2 separate regions of the Mus musculus genome follow, and region 1 is linked to region 2. A link is a contact called in public Hi-C data. All regions are on one chromosome and are shown on one strand. Each heading gives the region's core, a stretch centred on a gene start, on an enhancer-like site or on the middle of the called end of the contact. The rest is flanking DNA. Distances are from core to core; before and after follow the strand shown. Region 1 overlaps Gm40085 (predicted gene, 40085). Region 2 holds the start of Fcrls (Fc receptor-like S, scavenger receptor).

Region 1 (5,761 bases), core at 787-3,286, 220 kb after region 2:
ACATTTTAGAGAGAAGATGGTGGTTTGATTCTTCATACTGTTATTATTGCAATGAGTAGAGCATGTGAACTTCCTTTGTTAGTTCAAGTTTCCTATGGACAGAAAATGTTGGGGTGGAAGGGAAGATGTGGGTGCAGGTTGGATCTAGATGTTAGAAATGGCTTAGTGGAATTGAAGTCAGGTAGACAGAGGGAACTGGGATGGCATAGAAGATGTGTTTCCTGTTCCAATCATGGAGTGATGGGTAGAAAGGTTAGATATGGCATGGTAGAGTCCTATAGTTTGGGGATATGTAGTGAGAGGATCCTGCCTAGGGATCTTTTACAGTGAAGGCAGGGTATGTCGGTGGGAAGGTTAAGAGATCAAGGCGAAATCCTCTGGACTGTGGAAAGGGTATAAATGGGAGGTCAGGGATACACACTAGGCTAGACCCTTGAGGAAGACATGGGAAATCTGGATATTTGGGGAAGCCTCATCTTCACAAAGATGGGATATCTTTTGAGGTTGTAGAGTTGGCCCAACAAAGAACTGGGGACAGGGGCTTTGGGTAGGTCAGATTTCAGCAGAAACCTAGAGCTTGGCTGTGGTATAGATTGTTTAGTCAGAGTAGGCCAAGGCACAGAATGTGAGACCCAGGCTAGAGCCTGGAGGAGGACATGGAAAGTCTGGGTGCCTAATGGGGTAGTGTGGAAAAGACTTATAGTGGATCTATTCAGTTTCAGGTAGCACAAATTTTGATAGAAGCCTAGATGTTAGCTACAGTGCAAGCAAGAGTCTCTAGTCTTCCATTTTCTTTTTTTTTTTCCAAGCCCAATGCCCTGAAGACAACATTGTATGTAACTATAGTTCAAGACCAGAGGCTGGCTCCTGTTCAATGTACCAGGTTAAGCCACTTACCAAAGAAAGCAAAGAAAAGTAAGATGAGAGGCAAGAAAATATTTTATCAAAACAGTTGTTTAGAGAGGCACAAAACACTGGAGCCCACCTTCATGGTCCTGGCATGAGTTTTAACATTAAATAGAGGAAGAATTGAGGCAGTGATGAGAAGCACATATAAGTAAGCCATCTTGGTCCAAGAGTGTTCCAGTTACTCATTCTCTACAGTCTGATTCAGCCATGTGGCCCAAAGAAGTCCTTCTTGCTAAGGGAGCAGTCTTGTTCCCCATGAGATGATTGCTCCTACTTAGGCTATCTCATGATGGAATGATTTGTTTGTAGGTTCTGATGTGTCTGGAATACAAGATGAACACAGATTTAGAATCTTGATGAGGGTGTGGCAGCATTCTTTGATTACACACATCTTTGTTTCTTTAGCCTTGAAGAGAACTGAGAGTATTATCATTTTTGAGACAGTTTTAAGCCTGCCTTCTGACTGGTGATTCTCCAGCCTCAGCCTCCCATGTCTAGAATTATAGCAATGCATCACACGGCTGCTCAGACAGATGTTCCTTCGGTAATTAGCATGCCCAAGTTAACTGTCCAGTTAAGCATAAAGTTTGAAGGAACGGGGTCGGGGGTGGGGAACAATAAAAACTGAAGTCCCAAAAGCTAGACTTTCACTCAGCTCTGAGTCACCTTACAGGCCCCAGAGAGGAGTTGGTGCTTTTCATTAAGAGCAATGTCTAAGAGCCTGTTATAGATTCCCTTTAATATATTTCACCTGCTAAAGAGCATCCAGAAATGGAATGGTCTCCATTCTGTCACAAAAGCTCCCTATTTTAAATGACGCTGAAGAGCTCACTGATCATTCCACAGCCCTATTTCACAAATGTGCTCTATCCAGTCCACTAAGCTGCATGAAACTCACTGGATGTTCATTGCTGGCTGGGGTTCTTTGTAATACGAGTCAAAGCCTTCCTACCATTCAGCTCATTAGCTCTTACTATTTTGTTTCTTTTCTTTTTGAAAACTTCATACAAGAATACATTCTTGTGTGTTGAGCATTCATTCCCCCACCCCCACCCTCTGACTCAGTGCTTCTTTCTCACCAGTCCCCTGATAGTTTCATTTCTCCTTTCACAACACACACACAGACACACACATACACACAATGTGGTTCAGTGACAGAATGCTAAACGAAACCAACCACATCATATTTGCATAGGATCTTTTAGTTCTAGAAACTGTTTGTTCTTTTATAAAGAGGGTTTTCATTGAGTTTCCTGAATCTGAAGGCTGAGAGTCTTTTCACTGGGAGCTGGAAACTCCTCACATACAAGAGTCACATTTGTTCCTTTGAGCCTGTGTCTTACTCCACAATACATACTCTCCTGAAGGTGGTCACCTCCTCTGGTTTTTAGGGTTTGCTAAGAACCATTATGAAATAATTCCCAGTGTGTTAACATTTCTTCTAGGCTCTGCCCCACAGTTACCAGGCAACAGCCAGGTATGTCTGACTCATTATAAAAGGGGCTACTTGCCCCCTCCTCACTCTCTTGCTCTCTTACTCTCTTGCTCTCTAACCCTCTTCCCTCTCTGTCCCTTCTCTCCCCATTCCCCTCCCCCATCTCTCCACATGTTTATGGCTGGCTTCTTCTCTTCTACTCCTCTATTCTCTCTCCCTCTCTCTCTCTCTCTCTCTCTCTCTCTCTCTCTCTCTCTCTCTCTCTCTCTCTCCCTCCCTCCCTCCAACCCTCCCTCCCTCCCTTCTCAACTCTCAACTCTCTCTCAACTCCCCTCCCCATGCCCTAAAATAAACTCTACTCTATACTATATCCATCGTGTGACTGGTCTCTCAGGGGGACGGGATGCCTCAGCATGGGCCCACAGAGGCACCCCCTTCCCAGCACCATACTGTGCCTCTACCAAACATATCCCTGACTTCTTTTTCTTTTCTTTTTTTTTTTTTTTTTTTTTTTTAATGAAACACAACACCCAGGGCCAGGCAGCGTGTCAGAGAGGAGGAAGAATCAATACCCAGGAATGATAAGGAGGTTTTCTGCACACTGTTACTCTCATCCAACTTTTTCATATTTTATAGGAGAACAGGTGATAAAATGTCATGCATAGATTTAAGACATACCCAGGCCCTGAAAAGGCTTCTGCTTAGTGGCAATGAACCTGGAAAGGAGCCCCTGAGCCAGAAGAGAAGTGTACACCAACAACTCTCCTTGCTCACTGGAGAAGCCCAGGCCAGTGCAGCCCTCTCCAGCTCAGACTCCAGAGTCTAGCTGACCCCTCTTTCACAGCACAGCTTCAAGACAGTGTTACCTCCTGTGTTTCAGGCATGGATACCACAGTGTGAAATCCTCACTTCTCTGCTCCAGGTCTGACATCTGTTTCCATCCCTTTCCCCTTCAGCCTCAGTCTTTCCCTCTTGAGAAGACATAGGGCCTCACCCCTTTTGTAGCCTAGAGTGCCTGAGCTTGGATCCTCAGCCTCCTCTTCACTGTAAGCTAGTTGCCTCTCTCCCTTCATCCTGATTTTGTAAATGTTAACAAATATTAAATGCTCTGAAGAAAGGCTAGAGAGATGGCTCAGTGGTTAAGGGCACTGACTGCTCTTCTAGAGGTCCCGAGTTCAATTCCCAGCAACCACATGGTGGCTCACAACCATCTGCTTTGTAATCTGATGCCCCCTTCTGGCCTGCAGGTATGCATGCAGATAGAGGGCTAATAGACATAAAAATAATATCGAGGGATATTAGATCTTGTCACAAGCCTTTTCTGCCTCTACCAAGTTGACCATGTGATTTATGTCCATGAGTCTATTTAATTTATAATATTTATTGATTTATTATATTCTGAACATCCCTGAATTTCTGGGATAAACTCAACTTCATCGTGGTAATTGCCTTTCTGATGTATTCTTAAACTTGAGTTGCAAGTATTTTACTAATCTATTATTGTCTAATATTGTCAGGGAAACTGGTCTGTCTGTAATTTTATTTTGGTGAATCTTTATCTTTTGATAGCAGAGTAATACCAACTTCATTATAAGAGTTTAATAATGTTTCTTCCTTTCCTAATTCCCTCTTTAGTTGGGAAATTTTTAATTTCTGTTTATTGTAGGTTATTTTTATTTGATTATAGGAATTTTTTCATTTCCTTCTTGATTTTTTTTTCATGGACCCATTTGTCATTCAATACTGCATTGCTTAATCCCCTGAGTTTGTGCATGCTTCAGGGTTTCTCTTGTTGTGGATTTGTAGCCTTATTCCCTAAATAGGATATTAAATATTAGAGCTCTTATATCCGGGCTATTCCCACCCAAGAGAAGGAGTCCAGGAAGAGTTAGTTCTTCATGAATTTGAAATTTTTATTGAGCCACATAGACCTGGCAGGGGACACATACTCTTATAACTACAAATCTCGAGGCAGTCTCAAGCTGAGTGAGCACAGGGTTTAAAAAGGTAAAAAATAAAATAAAAACACAAGTTTGTTATCTCCCATTGACGTAGCTATAATGGCTGTTAGCAAGCATGACAGGATGTGGACCTTTAATAAAAGCAGGGCACAGCTGTGTCTCCATAGTATTTCTGTTTGAGAGATGAGCAGAAAGCCTTATAGTTACAGAAGCAGAACAATGCAGGTTAGCAGAAGTTCCTGTCAGTACCATACATGCCTGAGAGTCAGGCAGACCTCAGCTTTAACAATTACATCTCTCTCACCTCAGAGCAACCACGGCTGTTTGATATTACCACTATGGTGCTGTACTACTACCCAATAATAACTATGGCCCCTTTGGCTGCAATAACTGTTGGGAGATAAACAACCAAGGATAGTATGGAGTGAGACCCTATCTTAGTTACTAAGATTAAGAGTTGGAGGAAGTATCAAAAGATGGCCTAGTCGGCCATCACTGGAAAGAGAGGCCCATTGGACACACAAACTTTATATGCCCCAGAACAGGGGAACGCCAGGGCCAAAAAGGGGGAGTGGGCGGGTAGGGGAGTGGGGGTGGGTGGGTATGGGGGACTTTTGGTATAGCATTGGAAATGTAAATGAGCTAAATACCTAATAAAAAATGGAAAGAAAAAAAAAAAGAGTTGGAGGAAGCTGGGCAGTGGTGGTGCACGCCTTTAATCTCAGCACTTAGGAGGCAGAGGCAGGTGGATTTCTGAGTTCAAGGCCAGCCTGGTCTACAGAGTGAGTTCCAGGACAGCCAGGGCTACACAGAGAAACCCTGTCTCGAAAAAAAACAAAAACAAAAACAAAAACAAAAAACAAAAAAAGGAAGAAACTCATCCCTTCATTAAAAAAAAGAGTTGTAGAAAAATAAAAATTAAATATTAGACTGACATTGAAATGAGAAAAAAAGTGGTGGCTAATGTATCTAGGAGGAGGAAGTCGAGATATTGTTAGTTAGGGTCCACAGATTGTAGAGACTGTTAGCACTATGGAAGGTTATAATTAAGAAATAAATAGCTAAGGGGATAATAATGAGCAAAAGAGAAGATGTGGGAATAAAAGGAGTAATAGCTGGGGCTGGAGAGATGGCTCAGTGGTTAAGAGGACTGACTGTTCTTCTAGAGGTCCTGAGTTCAATCCCCAGCAACCACATGGTGGCTCACAACCATCTGTAATGAGATCTGATGCCCTCTTCTGGTGTGTCCAAGTATAGCGACAGTGTACTCATATACGTAAAATAAATAAATCTTTTTAAAGGGGGGGCAGGGGTAATAGTTAAACTGAAGGATAAATAATGCCTTAGAGTAAATCATTCAGAAAACCACAAGCAACAGCTCTGACTATAAGCTGAGCAATGTTCAACAGAGGTAAAACCATCATGAGACCTGTCTGAGAAAGTGGAATTTAAGTAT
Region 2 (5,210 bases), core at 2,687-5,186:
GGTCTCCTTCATAAGAACGGTGTGGAAGGCTGATGCTCAACCAGTCTGAAAAGGAAGCAAAGGTGCAGACAGTGACAATGTGGATCCTGCCTCGATGCTCCTGGGGAGACAGATCCTCTACATGTGTTTATAAGTGGATGACCCACCGCTGCCTGGAGCCCTACCAGCTTTGTTAACTTTCTGGCTCAGTGGAGTGAGCTTCACTGGATGATTTTTTTCAGATGTGTGTTTTGTATGCATGTTAATATATTGTATGTGACTTTCCCCAATTTCCAACAGCTGTACTAACCATGGATTTAAAATGAGTCCACTAGCTCATTGAGATAGCACAGGTGTGGAATTACAGCTATTCATGAAGTTAAGGCAGGTAGATCACAGATTCAAAGCTACAGATGAAGTTTAGGGCTAGCTTGGGTGACTTAGCAAGACTATGACTCACAATAAGCAGTAAACAGGGCCAGACATAGACAGCTTAGTGGTGGGGTACTTACCGAGCACATGCAAGACCCTGGACTTGAGTCTCAGTACTCCTCTTCCCTCTACTAGAAGATTCCATGGGTATCTCCTTATACCTATTGGTGTGGCCTCAGATCCCCCATGGCAACGATGATTAACCCCCTCTGCTTGTCTCATGCTTTGGAAACCTTGTAGAGTAACATGATAAACTCCAAGTCCTTCTCTTGTGTGTCGTTATCTCTTGATAAAGCCAGTGGGGTCACAGAGGCTCAAGCTCTGGAATCTACATTTCCAGTCTCTGACTACAAACTCTTTCAGACAAATCATTGCCATGCTTGGCCCTGTAGGGTCCCCTCAAGGAAGAAGTGGGGCCTCTACTTACTCAGGCCATTGCTTTCCCTAGAGGACAGTGGTCATTCAGTGGCGAATGGATAGCTCAGGTGTTTTGGATCTGCCACAGCAGGAGAAAACACAGAAGAGCAGAAAGGATCCTGTAAACCTCTCTGAAGACAGAGGAGCTCACCAGCATGCTGCTCTGGCAGTCTGCCCCACAGCCTCCATCTTCCTACAGAAAGATTTCAGTCTGCAAAGAGCTCGAAATTCAGCTTCAAATGCCAGGTTGGAGATGTAGTGCACTAGGGAGGCAGCATGGCAAATGTCTGTTGCTCTGATAAAAAGGCCAGACCCTGTTCTGAACACAGCCCTTCATCAGAGAGCACCACTCCCGTTCAGAGTGAAATAAGACGCTGCCCAGTGTAAGTGAAGATACAGTACAAAAGCCATGGTTAGTGCCTGCCCAGCTTGTCCTTCTGACTCCCAAGGGCCTGTCTCAGGAAGAAAAAGCTAAGGCGCTAAGGCACCTATAAGGTGTAGATGAGGAACAGTGAGAACTTCCTAAAGCATATGGCACTCCAAAGCCCATCTCATGAAGATGATCATCTCCGATGAATTTCCATTCTTCCTTCCTTCCTTTTTTTTTTTAAGATGCTGGGGACCGAACTTGGGACCCCACACATTCTGCTCAGGCCAGCTCAATTCACCTTCTCATCCTCCACGCTGTTGGGTTTATGTATGTATTTCTCATTGTTCACATATATCCATGTACACCTTTTTGTCTATACCGTGTTTGAGCTGCTCATTCAGATGGTTTCAGTAGGACAAAGTGTCCAGTCAAGCTCAAAGGTACCTTCTGATTGGCTTTGAAAGATAATGGGAATAGAGATAGATGGCAGGGCACAAAGGTTGATAAAAGAAGTGGTGAAGGCCAAACTGAGAATGATGGAAGGGCTAGGAGACAGAGAAACATGGTAGCAGTTTTCCCTGAGACTGAAGTAAGGATGTTAACTGCAAGACACTTGGGTTAGCGGTCTTCATTTCTGAGATTTTACTTGGAGCTGTATTTCCTCAACATGGCCACAGTTATGCATCTATAAACTTTTTACCACAATTTCTGAAGGCTCACTGGATCCCATGAGGTTGCTCTAGAGACCTCCCCAACCAAGTAATTTAAAAACATTCTTGTTTAAAATTACAAAGCTGGGCACACAAGTATCATCTTTTCTCCATGTTGTAGAATGAATGTGTTCTCAAAGGCTTAAGCAAGGAAGAAAGTATAATTTCCCAGGCTGCCATGAAACTAAGTGACTTCTTAATTTCATTATATTAAAATTCCAATAAGAAAAGGAAAGCACATGAGGCATTGGATTGTTTATGTCCCAATGGGGACCTAAGGGTGTCCTTGCCTTCTGCAGAGCGTCTCCTCTGCCACAAATGTACTCTCAATTGCCGCTTGCGATGGGCATGAGAATCTTTGTCCCCATTGACTACACAGATGCCTTTCCCTGTCCTGTCTGCCAGGTCAGCAGCGAAGGGGAAATAATTCATTGCCTTGAGAGTCAGGACATGGTCTTCTTCCTATCCAGCAATAGCTGGCAAAACAGAGGTTGTGGCATACCCTGGCCCTGCTGACCAAGGGTGAGGAGTGAGGTGCCCTAATCCTGCCGCTCTCTTCACCCTAACTCTGACTTGGATTCCTTCTGCTACCTTCTGCTAAGATGGTTTGCTAGGCAGAACCTCCCATGCCCAAGAGAGTGAGGTTCTGGAGATGTAAAGGAACAAAGAGAAGACTTGCTCACCGGACTGGACTCCGACAGGAGCTGCAAGGGAACAAAGGCAGAGAGATTACACAGGACCAAGGGCTTCACACTTTTTCACAGGTTCTGGCCCTCCGAGGACTCCCAAGCACTTCCCTCTCTTTTTCCTTTTGCTTCTTCCCCCTCCCCTTCCCTTTCATCTTCCCTCCTTCAGTTCCTCTATCTTTTTCCTCCATCTTTTGTTCATCCTTCCTTCTCTCACTCACAAACAACATTCCTACAGAACCCAGGATTCATTTTTATAATTCCAATCATGTTATAGCTGGTTCTTTTCCATTTCCAGGAGTTTGTCTTTTGCAAGCAGAATTTCAAGAGTTTCAAGTCGCCTACCTTTTCAATTTAAATGGGTTTTTTTGAAATTAAAATAAAATTAAATCATTTTCTCCTTTCCCTCCTCCCCAACTCTTTCTCAAATTTATGGCTTCTAATTCTCTCTCTTTCTCTCTCTCTCTCTCCATATATGTATATGTACATACACACATATACATCTCTATATAATACAACCTGCTCAATCCATGTAATGTTACTTGTATATATATGATTTCAGGGCTGACCACTTGGTATTGGATAACCAGTTTGCGGGCTCCACCTTGAAACTGTCCAGATTATTTTGCTTAAGAGAAATTACCTACACAGGGCAACCTAGGTGCCAGGAATGGGCCTGCTTATATTTCATTGAGGTTAGTTCTCTTCCTTTCTGCCTTCTAGACCTCCTGCTGTGTATGGGGCAGTGTAGATATGCTCCTATGATATCAACTATTATCAGCCAGGTTTGAAGTCTATGTAGTGTCTAAATGTATGGAGATATGAGCTCAGCCAAAAATGGTGGAGCCTGAAGTAGAGTCCGGGCCTTGGGTGTAAGATTTATTGGGCTGTGTATGTGTTCACTCTAACAGAAACCACCTTTGAAGCTCTTTTAATGAAAATTTACTGTTTTTACAGAGATCAAACAGAAATAATAGAGACAAATCACCAGCCTTTAGTAAGAACACACACACACACACACACACACACACACACACACACACACACACACACACACACAGAGCCTTTTCCTTTTCTTGGGAACCCTGCTTTTCTCAGTTCCCATTTGCATTATACTTGCTAATATTGGATCAGAAGGAGAAACCTAGTGCTACCCCTAGCCCCCAGTGGGGAGATATATGCTCAGGAAGAGTGTCTAGGGCTGACCAAGCAGAGGGAGTCCCACCCTGGCACCACCCCAGGCCTTTTGAGCATCTTACCTACCGAAGACCAGAAGCAGCAAGCACAGAGGCATGAGACTCGAGGCAAGTAGCTCCCTTTGAGACAGGTGCAGCTCAAGTCCTTAGGGCAGATGGACCACAGATCTGGGATAGAACACTGTGGTTCAGCAGGGATCTGAAATAGGAAAAAAAGGAAGTGGCAAAGTTGTCTGTCAATCAGTCCATACCCCAACCCAATGGGTGCTGCAAAAGCAAACGTCCTTCCTCTTTACAGACTTGCTTAGATATTTGCTCGCTGGTGCGACATGCTTCTTCCTGCGTAGGACGCCTTCCTTTTATAGATAAGCTTTCTACTGCACTTGCCTTTCCAGAGAATACTGAGTTTGGGGCCCACTGAAATTCAAATCAGGTGCTTGGTAGTTTTCAAAATGTAAATCTCTTCTTAGTAGTCAAGAGACAGTCCCTACTAAGCAGCACCGTTGCCAGAGCTGGACTGACTCCTCTCCAGCGGTCAGTCCAGACTAGGTGGTAGAAAAATGACAACTTGTAAGAAATGGTGACAGGTTTAACAAGTTATTGTTCGGTAGTATGCATGCTCTTGGTACCCAGAAGGTGCATTTCCTGCTCAAAACTTCCTGTTCGGGAGATGATTGGTCAGATACAAGTAGGAATGAAAAGCAGGATGGACACAGTATGTCTACTGGAGGGTTTCTCTCTGAACTGTAATAGAGTGGTCTGAAGGGCCTCAACTCACATAGGAAAGATTCTTCTTCCACTCCAAATAATGTGGAAGGACATAGGTGCTGGGAGGTGGGTGTTGCACAACTAGCTGTGCTGGTTGGTTTGTGTCAACTGAAACAAACAACAGTTGTCTGGGAAGGGGGACTCTAGACTGAGAAAATGCTTCTATGAGAGATGCCCATAGGCAAAGAAGTAGTGCATTATCTTGATTAATGATTGGTGTGGGTGGGCTGAGATCACAGGGAGTTGTACCATACTCCTGGGCAGGGAGTACTGGACTGTATAACAGGTTGAGTAAGCCATGGGGAACAAATAATATTCCACGATGGCTTCTGCTTAAGTTCCTGAGTCTAGGTTCCTGCCCTGACTTTTCTTCATGATGAACTTACCTGAAACTATAAGCTGAAATAAACTCTTTCCTTCCCAGATTGCTTTTGGTCATTGGGTTTTTTGATAGCAATATAAACTCTAATGAAGACACGAATACACCATACACACAACTGATGGGTGGTTGCAGGGACTTTGAGATCAGCCTACACTGGAGTTCCCCAATGGCACCCTACAACTCTCTCCACAATTTGAGTAAAACTCATGTGTGTTGCTTCACTGTCTTGGTGTGGAGAAGACTGCTGGGAGAACGGTAGCATCATTTGAA

Evidence for each region. A called contact is a pair of places that touch in the nucleus more often than the background predicts.
Region 1: a Hi-C map of bone marrow-derived dendritic cells shows a contact between it and region 2, with 4 times the contacts expected there. The contact joins the enhancer-like site here to the promoter of Fcrls in region 2. A contact is called at or near these places in 5 of 39 promoter capture datasets (Sertoli cells, cranial neural crest, hippocampal neurons and 2 more), 6 of 484 Hi-C or Micro-C datasets (B cells, bone marrow-derived dendritic cells, bone marrow-derived macrophages and 3 more), 4 of 115 datasets of contacts at active chromatin or transcription factors (bone marrow-derived macrophages, microglia and neural progenitor cells) and 2 of 9 other capture datasets (adipose tissue and macrophages).

The regions. Positions count from the first base shown.
Region 1 is chr3:87,486,100-87,491,860 of GRCm38.p6, forward strand. Gm40085 (predicted gene, 40085) reads right to left here. Exons shown (of 2, transcript NR_168327.1): 2 at 922-1,230. It also overlaps a transcript of Fcrl5 not described here. Among named protein-coding and RNA genes, the nearest start is that of Gm40085, 24 kb to the right of the region's middle. Within about 2 kb of position 2,037, at least 54 of the 459 cell types and tissues checked have an H3K27ac peak or open chromatin away from gene starts, as enhancers often do. A contact at or near this core is called in B cells, bone marrow-derived dendritic cells, bone marrow-derived macrophages and 1 more, where this site is marked.
Region 2 is chr3:87,259,588-87,264,797 of GRCm38.p6, forward strand. It overlaps Fcrls (Fc receptor-like S, scavenger receptor), which reads right to left and starts at 3,937. Exons shown (of 8, transcript NM_030707.3): 1 at 3,858-3,937; 2 at 2,592-2,612; 3 at 1-45. The coding sequence starts at 3,888.